2 separate regions of the Gossypium hirsutum genome follow, and region 2 is linked to region 1. Evidence: chromatin contacts called from public Hi-C data. All regions are on one chromosome and are shown on one strand. The core of a region is the stretch at or near the end of the contact, and the rest is flanking DNA. Distances in the headings are between cores, read along the strand shown. Region 1 holds the start of LOC107921047 (coiled-coil domain-containing protein 115). Region 2 holds the start of LOC107922133 (probable serine/threonine-protein kinase PBL21).

Region 1 (5,543 bases), core at 2,039-4,538:
AGCTTGTTCGGTGTTTCAATCATAGCGATAGCAGAAGTGGTTGACTTGATGGGAATCCTTTTTACTCTTAACCAGACTCCTCATTAATTTTACTGAGTCTGAAGCTGCAGGGTGAAAACTTATTTATTGGTCATGCCCACAATTGCAGTCCCAATAGTGCATTTTATGATGTGGTTTTTTTATTATAAAAATATATATATATTTCTTATTGCCATAGCACTCGAACTTGGGATAATACATGATTAACCACGATTAAATTCACATCTTGTTGTCACACCAGAATAAGACTCAATAAGATATGATACTAGCATGCAATGCTGTATATTTGCATTTTTAAAAATTAATTAATGTATAAACATTAAAATATCATCTCAAAATAAATAAATTATTTGTGCTAAAAATGTGGTATATAATAGATTCGGATATTTGTGAATTTGAATAACAAATATCAAAATTAGAATCCATTATTTGAATTTGAAAACAAAAAAATAAATGACGTGTAAACCACATACTTCGAAAAACAGAAAAACAGATTATGTTTACTAAACCCACTTACAATGAATAGGGAACAGGCAAAACCCCTTCTGTTTTAGTTCATACATTAACGATCTCCAAAATCTAAGATAAGTGTAACAAGCATAGAATTAAATCCTGTTATCAGCACATTCACCCTCCCAGAACTATACATGCGACTCTTCTTTTTTCTTGAAATATTGGCACGAATGACTGAGTTGTTAAGTTTAGAAGAGTAAAAGAAATGTGGAGGGATAACATAAAGGGGAATAATAAATATTGTGCAGAGTTACCAGAATGAAAACAACTATTTTTCATCCTTTCTGCCTGCCAATTTCATGTTGACTTGATCAAAAGTGCAGACCATTTCCGAGCGCATGTTCGCTATCTCTACAAGTGTCTCTAGTGCTGCAATAATACAATTTGTAAGCTAAGTCTCATCTTGTACTGAAATATGATCAAGAGCATTGACCTAAAAGTTCACACCTGCCTCAAAGGATAGCTGGGCGGCTCGAAGCTTTGGAGAAACAAGAGTTCCAAACATTGACAGTGATTTAGATCTCTCCTTTTGAACCTAAACCGGAGACACAAAGTTTTCCAAAATGAGTCCATGTGATTGTTTCTCTATTCGAATTTACTAAAACAATCAAATTTAACAGGAAAATCTATCATGTAAGCTTCCTTAACAAATATATCATAGAAAAAGGTTTTTCTAGTTGGCCCTGGAAACTACTAAAACAGATACATCACAGCTACTTTCAAATAAATAAAATAAGCATTCTGCGAAACTGAAACTGAAACTGAAACCGAAAGCAAAACAACAACAAAGAAGGAGCAAGAGTGGTAGAAATAGGATACTTACTGGGTCATCAACTTCACGTGAAGCTTTATTCTCAGATGAGGTCTTCTCCTCTTAAAACAGACAGAAGGAAAATGTGAGAAAACATACCAAACCATTAAGAAGCAATTATGGTTTGCAATTGGAATTCTGTAATTCCCATCATTTGGTTTCAATTTAAAGATTACCTAAGAATGAGCCTAACAACAATAGTTCCAAAACACTTTTTTTTTTCTTTTTTGCAAATAGTTTCAGACTTTCAGTTGATTGTATGTCTTCGTGCTATAATTAACATCCAAAGAGAGTGTCTACTTCTATATAGAGGGCCAAAACATACCATAAAGCTCGGTACTGCCCCTGTGTCGCAGCTGTGGATGTAATTTGTCTTGGCTAGATTGTTTCTCCCCCAACAAGGAGTTCTCATTGCTAGAAGATGCCCATTTGCATAATGTAAAGTGTGGTTTGCCCGAGTCAACTATTACAGATCATAAATCAAATAAAATTCCTTATAGCAAAAAGGTAAACGAACAGGTAAAACCCATAACCATATGTTTCAATATGAATGAGAATTCAATAACAAGGGGCTTTAGATCTAGCTGTCTAAAACAGTAAAACCTAATAGAGTAAAATCATTTCATATTCATATACAAGTACCCACATGCAGGTGCCACCAGAACAATCACACCTAATGTTGTCAAGGGCATGAGGAGCACTCTAGGCACTAGAACCTTTACATTGGCTTAGGTTCAAGGCACTAAAAATATATTGGCCTGAGTGAAGTAAAGTGTAATATGTATATGTGTGAGTTTTCTATGTGCCAGTATGTATGTGTGTATTTCTCTGTGCGTGTATAAAGCTTAAGAAATAACAAACTCTAAACTGTGGTCTACAAGCAAACTTTTTATTAGTCAACAAGCATGATTTCTTTATGGTCCATGTCTATAGTTGAATACTCAAGTATTGAGAAATATAGAGTTTAATACTATCACTTTCTTACTTATAAAGGTATACAAAAAAGCGCATCTAGTGGCGCCAGGTCAAATGGGCCTTGTCAAAAATGGCTTGATGTGCAAGGTGCAGGTGCCTTGACAATATTGACTACACCGAGTCCACTACTATAAGATAACCCTCTGCAGTCTAGTTTACAAAGTCTGCTTGAAGCACTATGCCGAACAATTTATACCAGGATCTGATTGCTTTTGTAGATAAAGCTGATAAATACCTTTTCCCTCATCTTGGGTTACAAGCAATGATGTAGCAGCAGGATGAGACGTATGGTCCAACAAGACAGTATTCACCCGTGAAGCACCCATGGAATGTCGAGCACTTGCCAGTTCCAACCATCCCTGATTTTTGGTACTTATTAAGACCAAAACAAGAAAAAAAAAATTGGGGAAAAACAAAAGCAGAAAAAAAGATCGAAGCTGGGTGGCATAAACAGGGAACTACAAGTAGATAAAACAATCAGGATTCAAAGGGTGATGCCTGGATCAATGCATCTTCTTATTTCACTTGGTAATGAACTTAACCCTGATTTACATGTTCATTGTCTAAAGCATTTCTGATAACTGAAGAACTAATTATATCTAATCAAAGTTGAAATTTCATCATTTATCAATCCAATCAAATATATCGGAGAAAGGGCGAAAAAAAGAAAAGATGTTTCTTACCCGGCGAAGTGTCGAAGATAAAGAATGAATGAGGGTCAAATAAGCGTCCATGGAGTCCATAAATTGTAAAACATTTGCATTCTCTTCTACTTCTTTGTCAGTTTTCCCATTTTCCAAGCTTGGGGTTTCATGATCTACTACTTCCATCTTCCGAAACCCAAAAATACCACCTTCTTCTCCTTACAGTCCCAACTCCCAATCCCAGTATGACTGAGATTGAGTTGCACAACTCGCAACTTAAAACATTGAGGGCATTATGGATTACATAAATTATAGGATCCTTTAGGCCTATAGATTAGAAAACTCATAGGTAAAGGCCCACGAACACATGTAGAAACACATTGAGCCAGGCCATCTGGAGTTTAAGCCCAATATCCTTGGGACGATGAACAGTATTGACTGAGTACACACCCAAATAGTCGAATATGAGAGAGTGATTACTATCCCATCATTCAGGATGATGAATTTGATTGTTATGTACTCTTAATTTATTGACTTTTGTTATGGAAAGTGAAGCTGCAGCTTTGATTGCGAGTATTATTTAATTAATGAACGGGGCTCATTATGAGGAACTGACAATCGATTATCTACAGACCAAGTATGTATCTTTTACACGGTTTTGTCTTCCTTTTCTTAGTCATGGACTTGCGCTGAACAATACTGTTGTATTATTATCAGCACCTTGCCAGAATGGTTTCACCATCCTCACCCCCATATAGTCTTAACTTTGTTGGTGATGATTTTGCTTACACACATCACTCCATCAAACATGAATGTATACGTGCTTGACACATGGTATAGCTCTAATTTACCTCGCCAAGGGCAAGTGTTGATTCCCTCCTTTTGCATAGTCTAACTTGATCCATGTCAATCACATCGTCCCCCATCTAAAAGGTTATCATGCTCTCTAAGTGATCATCTACAATAAGGCTAGCATAGACACGTGCCAAGACCTAGTGCCAAGGGATGGTCATCCTCACCTATAAATACCCATCCTTGGCCTTAAGAGTTCTCCTTCTCCTATTTCTTCTTCTTATTCTTCCTCTTCAACTTTCCTCTTCCATGCCATATATTTCTTCCTTTTTTTCCTCCGACGACTTTTAACACCTTACCATAATGTAAATTGTCATCTCCCCCTTCTACCTTTTTTAATCCTCAACAATTGGTGTAGTCAATAGTGATAAAATGACTTGTCTTGTGGAAGCCATCACCGAAAATCCCACTTTAACCACTAGTATTACCACCCAACACGTTGACTAAACAAGCTATCCTCACCTAGCTTGTCCTTACAACCCCTATAGTGACACTTGAAAACTGGTATAATCAACAACATAGGTATAATACCACATTCCTCCCCCCTCCACCAAACATATGCCTAATACCAAATTCTATGAGCAAACAACCCAAAATCCTAACTGTAACCCCAATTCATTCTCCCAACAATTTCTAGAACTAAAAAAACACATAAAGGCCCTAAGAAACCAAATGACAATGAATTATCTACCTAGAACAACAACTTCATCAAATTGAGGTAATAAGAAAGTTAAGAGTAGGACAACCCCCGTTTAGTTTTAAAGGCATAATGGTTATGTTGTTTCTTCCCTTAATGCTCATGTTCACGATGCACACCTAAAGTACTAACCAAGATCGGTCTTTCCTTAGAAGCAAAAACCTAGCATGACGAAATGGAGGTATTGAAGTAAGATATTCAGGCTCTAAAGCTTGATACTGAAGACATGGATTGCATATCATGTTCCAATAACCCCCTCATACTTAAGGTAGTAGTTGTCAATTTGCCACAGAGTTTCGAATTCCCTAAAGAAATCTATGAAGGTGACAAGGACCCAACCACTTAATGCAATACAATGACTATATTAATGTTTCAGGAGCTTTTGATACTCTTAAATGTAGAGTCTTCACCACCACCATAAGAATAAATGATCTGCCATAGTTTAATACGTCAAATTAGACTCTCTAATACACTCTAGGAGCTTATTCTCAAGTAAATTAAGTGTCATTTCTATGCTTTTGTTGAATTTTAGCTTTCACCATTAATAAATGTTTTTGGTTGAGTTTTTCCCCTTTTAAGAACCAAATTGGCAACATGGTGCCATAGGGGACCTAACGAGGTGTTTGAGTTAGTGTAGGAAGATGACAATGGCCCAACCTCAAGGAAAACATCATTCAAAGTAGGTGTCGCAACACTGCTGATATTAATGCTGCAACACCAAACCCTTTCATCTTGAGGATGTAAAAATTCAACGCGAAATCAACATAAAGCCTACTATCGAGAGAGTCGCGCCATCAAAGGTAGGATGTCGCGACACCAAGCCAATGTTGCGATATCGAGCTTCCTGAGTTGTGATATCCCTGGAGGTGTTGAAATGAAGGAATTGGAGCCAACACCAGTGATGCCGCAACACTGAAACCCCCACAACAATGAGTTCACTACTGTCTAAGGTACTACGACATTGAAGCCTAGGTGTCGCGACAACACTGCGTGGCAGAGAGAAAATAGCTAC
Region 2 (5,543 bases), core at 1,865-4,364, 170 kb before region 1:
ACCCCTCCCCTCCCCTCCACTTCATTTTAATTTTTGCTAGTTATCTTTAATTTTTTCAATCTTTTTAAAATCAAATAAATATTTAAACATAATCCTTTAAAAAATATATTTAAACATAAAATATATTATTTTTTCTATGTTACATTGTTACATTTATATCCTTTTAATAGTTTATATATACAAGGATAAAATGGTAATTTAATATGGTTGAGCGGGGCAGACAATTACCAAAACCACTCCATACCCACTATCCAAAAGAAAAAATCCACCCTGCCCCGCATCCACTTTTCAAACAAAAAAATCCACTCCATCCCAAGCGGCTCAGTTCAGAATCCATGGGGCAGTTCGTGTTTTGCCATCCCTATACACCACCATCTGAAACAGTCCCTTTACATATGAGAATGGTCTGATTAAAACTACATGAAATCTTATAAATAAAGTGGCAACATGACCAAACATCCAAGTGGGAAGACAATAGCATAAAACTAGGTAAAACGCATCACATTTGGTGCCAACATGTAAATATTTGCATTCCCAAGTGCTGGGCATATTCAATAGCGAATATGAACACTCCAACAAGCAAAAGGACTCCATTATCTGCTCCTTAAAGATTATTGCGTGATGCACAGCCATGCAAAGAACAAATTTCTAAGGCTATTCTACCAGCATTAGATGTTATACATTCTTGCTTCAAGATGGATTTTCAAATTGGTTGTCCTTAATTCATATAATAAGATGAAAATTCGTGCAAAATATGGCAGCTTTACACCTAAAACAACACCTAATGCCAGAACTTAAAGAAAAATTCAGCAGAACAATCATTATTAGTTGATTTGAAAATCGAATTTCTCCTGACATAGCCCCAAGATCAACAGCAAAAACCTTACATGAAGACTAGAACTCTGGATTAATTAAAGTAAACCACACACTAAGGATACAGAGTAAAGCAAAAGGTTTACAATCCTAAGAAGGGATACTAAGAAAGGTAACAAGAAACAGCAGATAATGTGGCAAGTAAATGGATTCCATATTCAACAGAAATCCGCAGTAAATATATATTACCAAAAAGATGATCTTCCAAACTGCCCATTGGCATGTATTCATAAACCAAGAGCCTCTGATCTCCAGCAGTGCAATAGCCAATCAAGGTGACCAGATTAACATGGTGTAACAGGCTGAGCATAAGAACCTCAACAATGAATTCCTGATGGCCCTGAAGACCGTCATGATTAAGTTGCTTCACTGCAACAATCTGGTTGGTTACAGACAATAAATGATCCAACTCAAATTTCAAAAAGTTACACAAGAAGTAAATAGACGGCAGATTCTGGGAATATGCTAAAGAGATACATAAATTTGAAAGTTATACAATTTAACCAGAAAGGCAAAGTGATGATAAGGAAAAGTGAAAAGCAACAAATTACCTCCCCCGTTTCCAATCGACCTTTAAAAACTCTTCCAAATCCTCCTTCACCAAGCAAATTGGTTTCTCTGAAATTCCTGGTTGCTGTTGCCAACTCTCGGAATGTGAAACTACGTGCTCCACTACCTTTGGAGCCTTTTCCTTGATCACTTCCTTTCTTATGCTCTGTTTACCAAATTAAAAAGAAAAAAAAATTAATAATCAAATCCACTGTGAAGAAAAAAAGCTTCCAAGTGAAATTGGGTATGAAAACCCTTAGCATTACCGTCTAGACTTGCTTTTCTTTTCGTAGCGCCGGAAACAGGTTACCAAAAATAAGAACAAATAAGCAAATTATGCGCGCGCACACACACACACACACAAAAACCAAGAGAGAAGCGGGGGAAAGAAAAATGGACCTGACGAATCAGCAGAATGGCGAGAATTAGTTCGACTTCCATTGTCAATGTCGATCCTTACATCTTTAGAACGAGGATTTAAGCAGGGAAAACAACTCATCCTCTTTCAGTGCAATTAAACAACCCAATTTGAACTTTGAACACTCCCAAAACAAACCTACTTAGAATTCATTAACCAAAATCTCCCATCGCTTCTTTCCTTAAACCAAATCCACCTTTCCGCATCTAAAAGAAAGCAAAAACACTCACTCTTCTCTTCTCTTCTCTTCTCTTCACTCCAAACAAAAGACCAGCACTGGCGCAGCCTTAATGCTTTTCGAATTTCTCAACAAAACGCAGCGCAATAAACAGAGAAATCTCTGTATGAAAACGTGCCAAACAACGAAAATTCAGCCAATAATTTTATTAAAAAAAAAATTAACTGGCAAATGACGAAGAAAATAATTAAAAGGAAGGAAAGCAAACAAAAAAAGTAATAATGGAAGTGGATTGGAACAAGAAAATTACAACAACAGAGAAGAGAAGAAGGGGGAAGGGTAAAAGTGAGAGGAAGTTGTGTTTTGGTAATCATGTGCCAAATTTAGTGTTTGTGAGATAGCGAGAAATTAAGGGCCAGATTTAGCGGCAAACAATAATGAGGTTGCCTTTTTGTTTCCTACTTTTATAAAATTAAATCATCTTTTGGCGTGATTTCTAAGTGTTTTGAAATTAGATGGAAAAATGAATAAAAAGAAGCAGTGGAACATATGAAGTGCATGATTGTAGCAGGTCGCTCTCCACATTTAAACCTTAGTGCCTGCCTTTCCTCTCCTTGCGTGGGTGGCCCCTCTGGCTGGCTCCCTTGCTTTCCCCCTTCTGCCCTCCATCCCCTCCCTTTCTTACGCCATTTGACACTGATATCACACACTCTTTATATTTTTGATGGGATTGGGGCTACGCGTTTTGCAATAAGGACGACACGGCCCTGATTCATTCTTTCAACCACCCGACCCCATTCTCTTTTAAATTTAATATCTGCTTTCTAATTCACTCGCCTCTTTATCATTATTTCTTATTACTACCGTGGTTGTGGGGTTTGGAAGAAGAAGAAGAAGAACCACCATCTTCTCCCGCTTTCACTCTTTCCCAATTATTTGGATTTTGTGAATACAAATAATCACTCTTAAGTCTTCTTCAGATAGTCATCACCACTATTACCAAAAGGAAATGTAACCCTTAATTCAGGGTGGATGTCGAAAAGTGAGAACAATTTTGGGTTTGGATTTGGATTGGGATTGGGTATGGTTTATGAATTTTAGGAAAAGGAAATTAAGAAGATGGTGTCAGGAAAATAAAAATGCATTCACGTCAAATCCATGTGATGCTTCTCAATAAGACAAAACGTCTCCCATGTATTTGATTCTTTTCCCTTCTCCTTGCACGTTTCCCAATTTTGAAGCTTTTAGTTCACCCCAAAAAGTTAAAAGTTGTAATAATAAATTTAAGTTTTCGTTACTTTGAATATCTATTTTAGTTGAATTTGGATGGGTGGTGCATTTACTTATAATTAGTGTAAAAATAGCGGTGGGCTGTGAGATTATATACTGTAGCGTGAGACAAAAAGTAAGCTAAACGCACCGCATCCAATAATCTATCCAAATTCACCCTTAGTCAATTTATTTTCTCATAGATGAAAAAAGTAATTGAATCATTAAAAGTTTAATTATATTCACATGATTATTTCTATATATTTCGTAAAAATTTAGAAAAAGTTGAAAATATTTAAAAATTCAATAATTTTCAAAAAAAAAGTTCACAATGTCTTTTAGAAAAAAAAACTTATCCATAATAGCAACAAAATACACATAAACTGTCACACAAATTGTCACATTTATTTCATTAAACTTTTAATAGTTTAGTCATCTTTTTTGTCCTAAAAAAAGTAATTTGACTAAGGGTGAGTTTGGATGGGCGGTGTGTTTACCCACTGTTAGTGTAAAAACGACGGTAGCGGTGAAATTAGATGCTGTAACGTGAGACAAAAAGTAAACTAAACAGATTGCACTGCACTCAATCACTCATCCAAACCCACCCTAAATTTTGAAGGTTGAGAGCTAACGTGACAAAAAAAATATGGTCAAATTCAGAAAATGGTTAAACATTAGGGACACAATTTGTAAATAATAAGAGTTAATTGCACTAGAATCCTCAAACTATGACCCTCATTTCAATTTGGTCCCCAAACTTCAAAATATTCTAATTACTTCTAATTACTTCCCCAAACTTCAAAATATTCTAATTACTTCCCCAAACTATTGATATTATATCAATTAGATCCTTCCCTTATTAAAAGCGTTAATTTAACCATTGAATCACACACCAAATCCTATGTAGCTAAATTCAAAATGAAAAAAATAAAGAAAAATAGAACATTGTCCCATAACTTTTAAAGTAAAAACTAAAAATAACAAAGAGTGAACAATAAAGCTTTTGTGAAAGCTTTAAAAACCTCAAAACTAAGATTTTTTAAGACATTTATTTTTACAATATTTAATTTTTTTCCTTAAAATTTTTATTTTAAATTATGTCGCATAAGATTTTGATGTATCGTTTAACAGTTAAATTAACTATTTTTGTAATGTAATGACCTAATTGATATAATCTAAATAGTATGAAAATGTAATTAGAACGATTTGAAGCTTAATGACCAACATAAAATGAGGGTAAATGTTTGGGATATTTAGTGCAATTAGCTCAATAAATAAAAATCTTGACTCTTGAGGAATTTTATATCAATACTACTTTTATTTTTCCCAAATTCAATTAACTCCTATTGAGCATCATTAATGGAAGCTTTCCCTTTCATTTCTTTTACCATAAAAATTATTAAAATAATATTTATTGTTTGTAAGATTTACGTAGTGATTTTAATTACAAATGTGAGAAGATTATCAACATGATTTTATCATTACTACGTTTAACACAATCATCTTTAATTATTATATCTGATATTCTATTAAATTTATACCAAAAAATAATTATAAGGAATTAATTAATTCTAATAAATATAACTCAGTTTTTAGCACACTCATTTTTCTTAATTGCAGCAATAAGAAAGATATATGTTGAAGTGCGTTTAAGCGTATTTATTTTCCGAATTAAGTGCTGAGGAGGAATTACAAATAAAAGTATGCATTATATAAAAAAAATATCAATTAGAGTTGCATTTCAACAAAAGTCTTTTCGATTATATCACAAACTCAATTGTGTTATCAGAAATGGATTGTACCTATAGAAAAAAAGAAAACAGTCTAATCAGTGGTCGATAATAAATTATAGAGCAAACTACGGCAAAGAGAAAAAAAAAAACAATCCAACCAAATGCAAATATATATTTATTTAATTATTGTTGAACCGAAGATATAATCGATTGAACTAAAATTCAATGGACTAATTAATTTGACCATTGGTCCGATCTTACAACATTGAACTCATTTGAGATATTCATATTTAATGATCATAAGTTGCATTTTTTATTTAAGACGTGAACCTTTTTATATATAGAGAGAGAGAGAAATTTTTAAAACTTGTTGATATACATATTTTGCTAAAAGGGAGAGGTTCACTTGTACGGTGTAAAAATTAAAGTAATTTTACATACTTCTGTAATTATTTTTGTGATTAATATTTTTGAGACCCAAGTGTTATATTTTATGGTCTATTTATGTAGATCATACATATCA

The links. Hi-C and Micro-C count contacts between places; a contact is called where the count stands out from the background.
Region 2: a Hi-C map of leaf shows a contact between it and region 1, with 2.0 times the contacts expected there. The contact joins the promoter of LOC107922133 here to the promoter of LOC107921047 in region 1. A contact is called at or near these places in 3 of 34 Hi-C or Micro-C datasets (all in leaf).

What each region holds. Positions count from the first base shown.
Region 1 is chrD01:15,755,599-15,761,141 of Gossypium_hirsutum_v2.1, reverse strand. It overlaps LOC107921047 (coiled-coil domain-containing protein 115), which reads right to left and starts at 3,288. Exons shown (of 6, transcript XM_016850903.2): 1 at 3,022-3,288; 2 at 2,574-2,697; 3 at 1,689-1,826; 4 at 1,376-1,425; 5 at 1,000-1,087; 6 at 513-921. The coding sequence starts at 3,168. The coding sequence ends at 821.
Region 2 is chrD01:15,924,119-15,929,661 of Gossypium_hirsutum_v2.1, reverse strand. It overlaps LOC107922133 (probable serine/threonine-protein kinase PBL21), which reads right to left and starts at 3,114. Exons shown (of 7, transcript XM_041087135.1): 1 at 2,610-3,114; 2 at 1,822-2,180; 3 at 1,425-1,588; 4 at 1,063-1,252. The coding sequence starts at 1,921.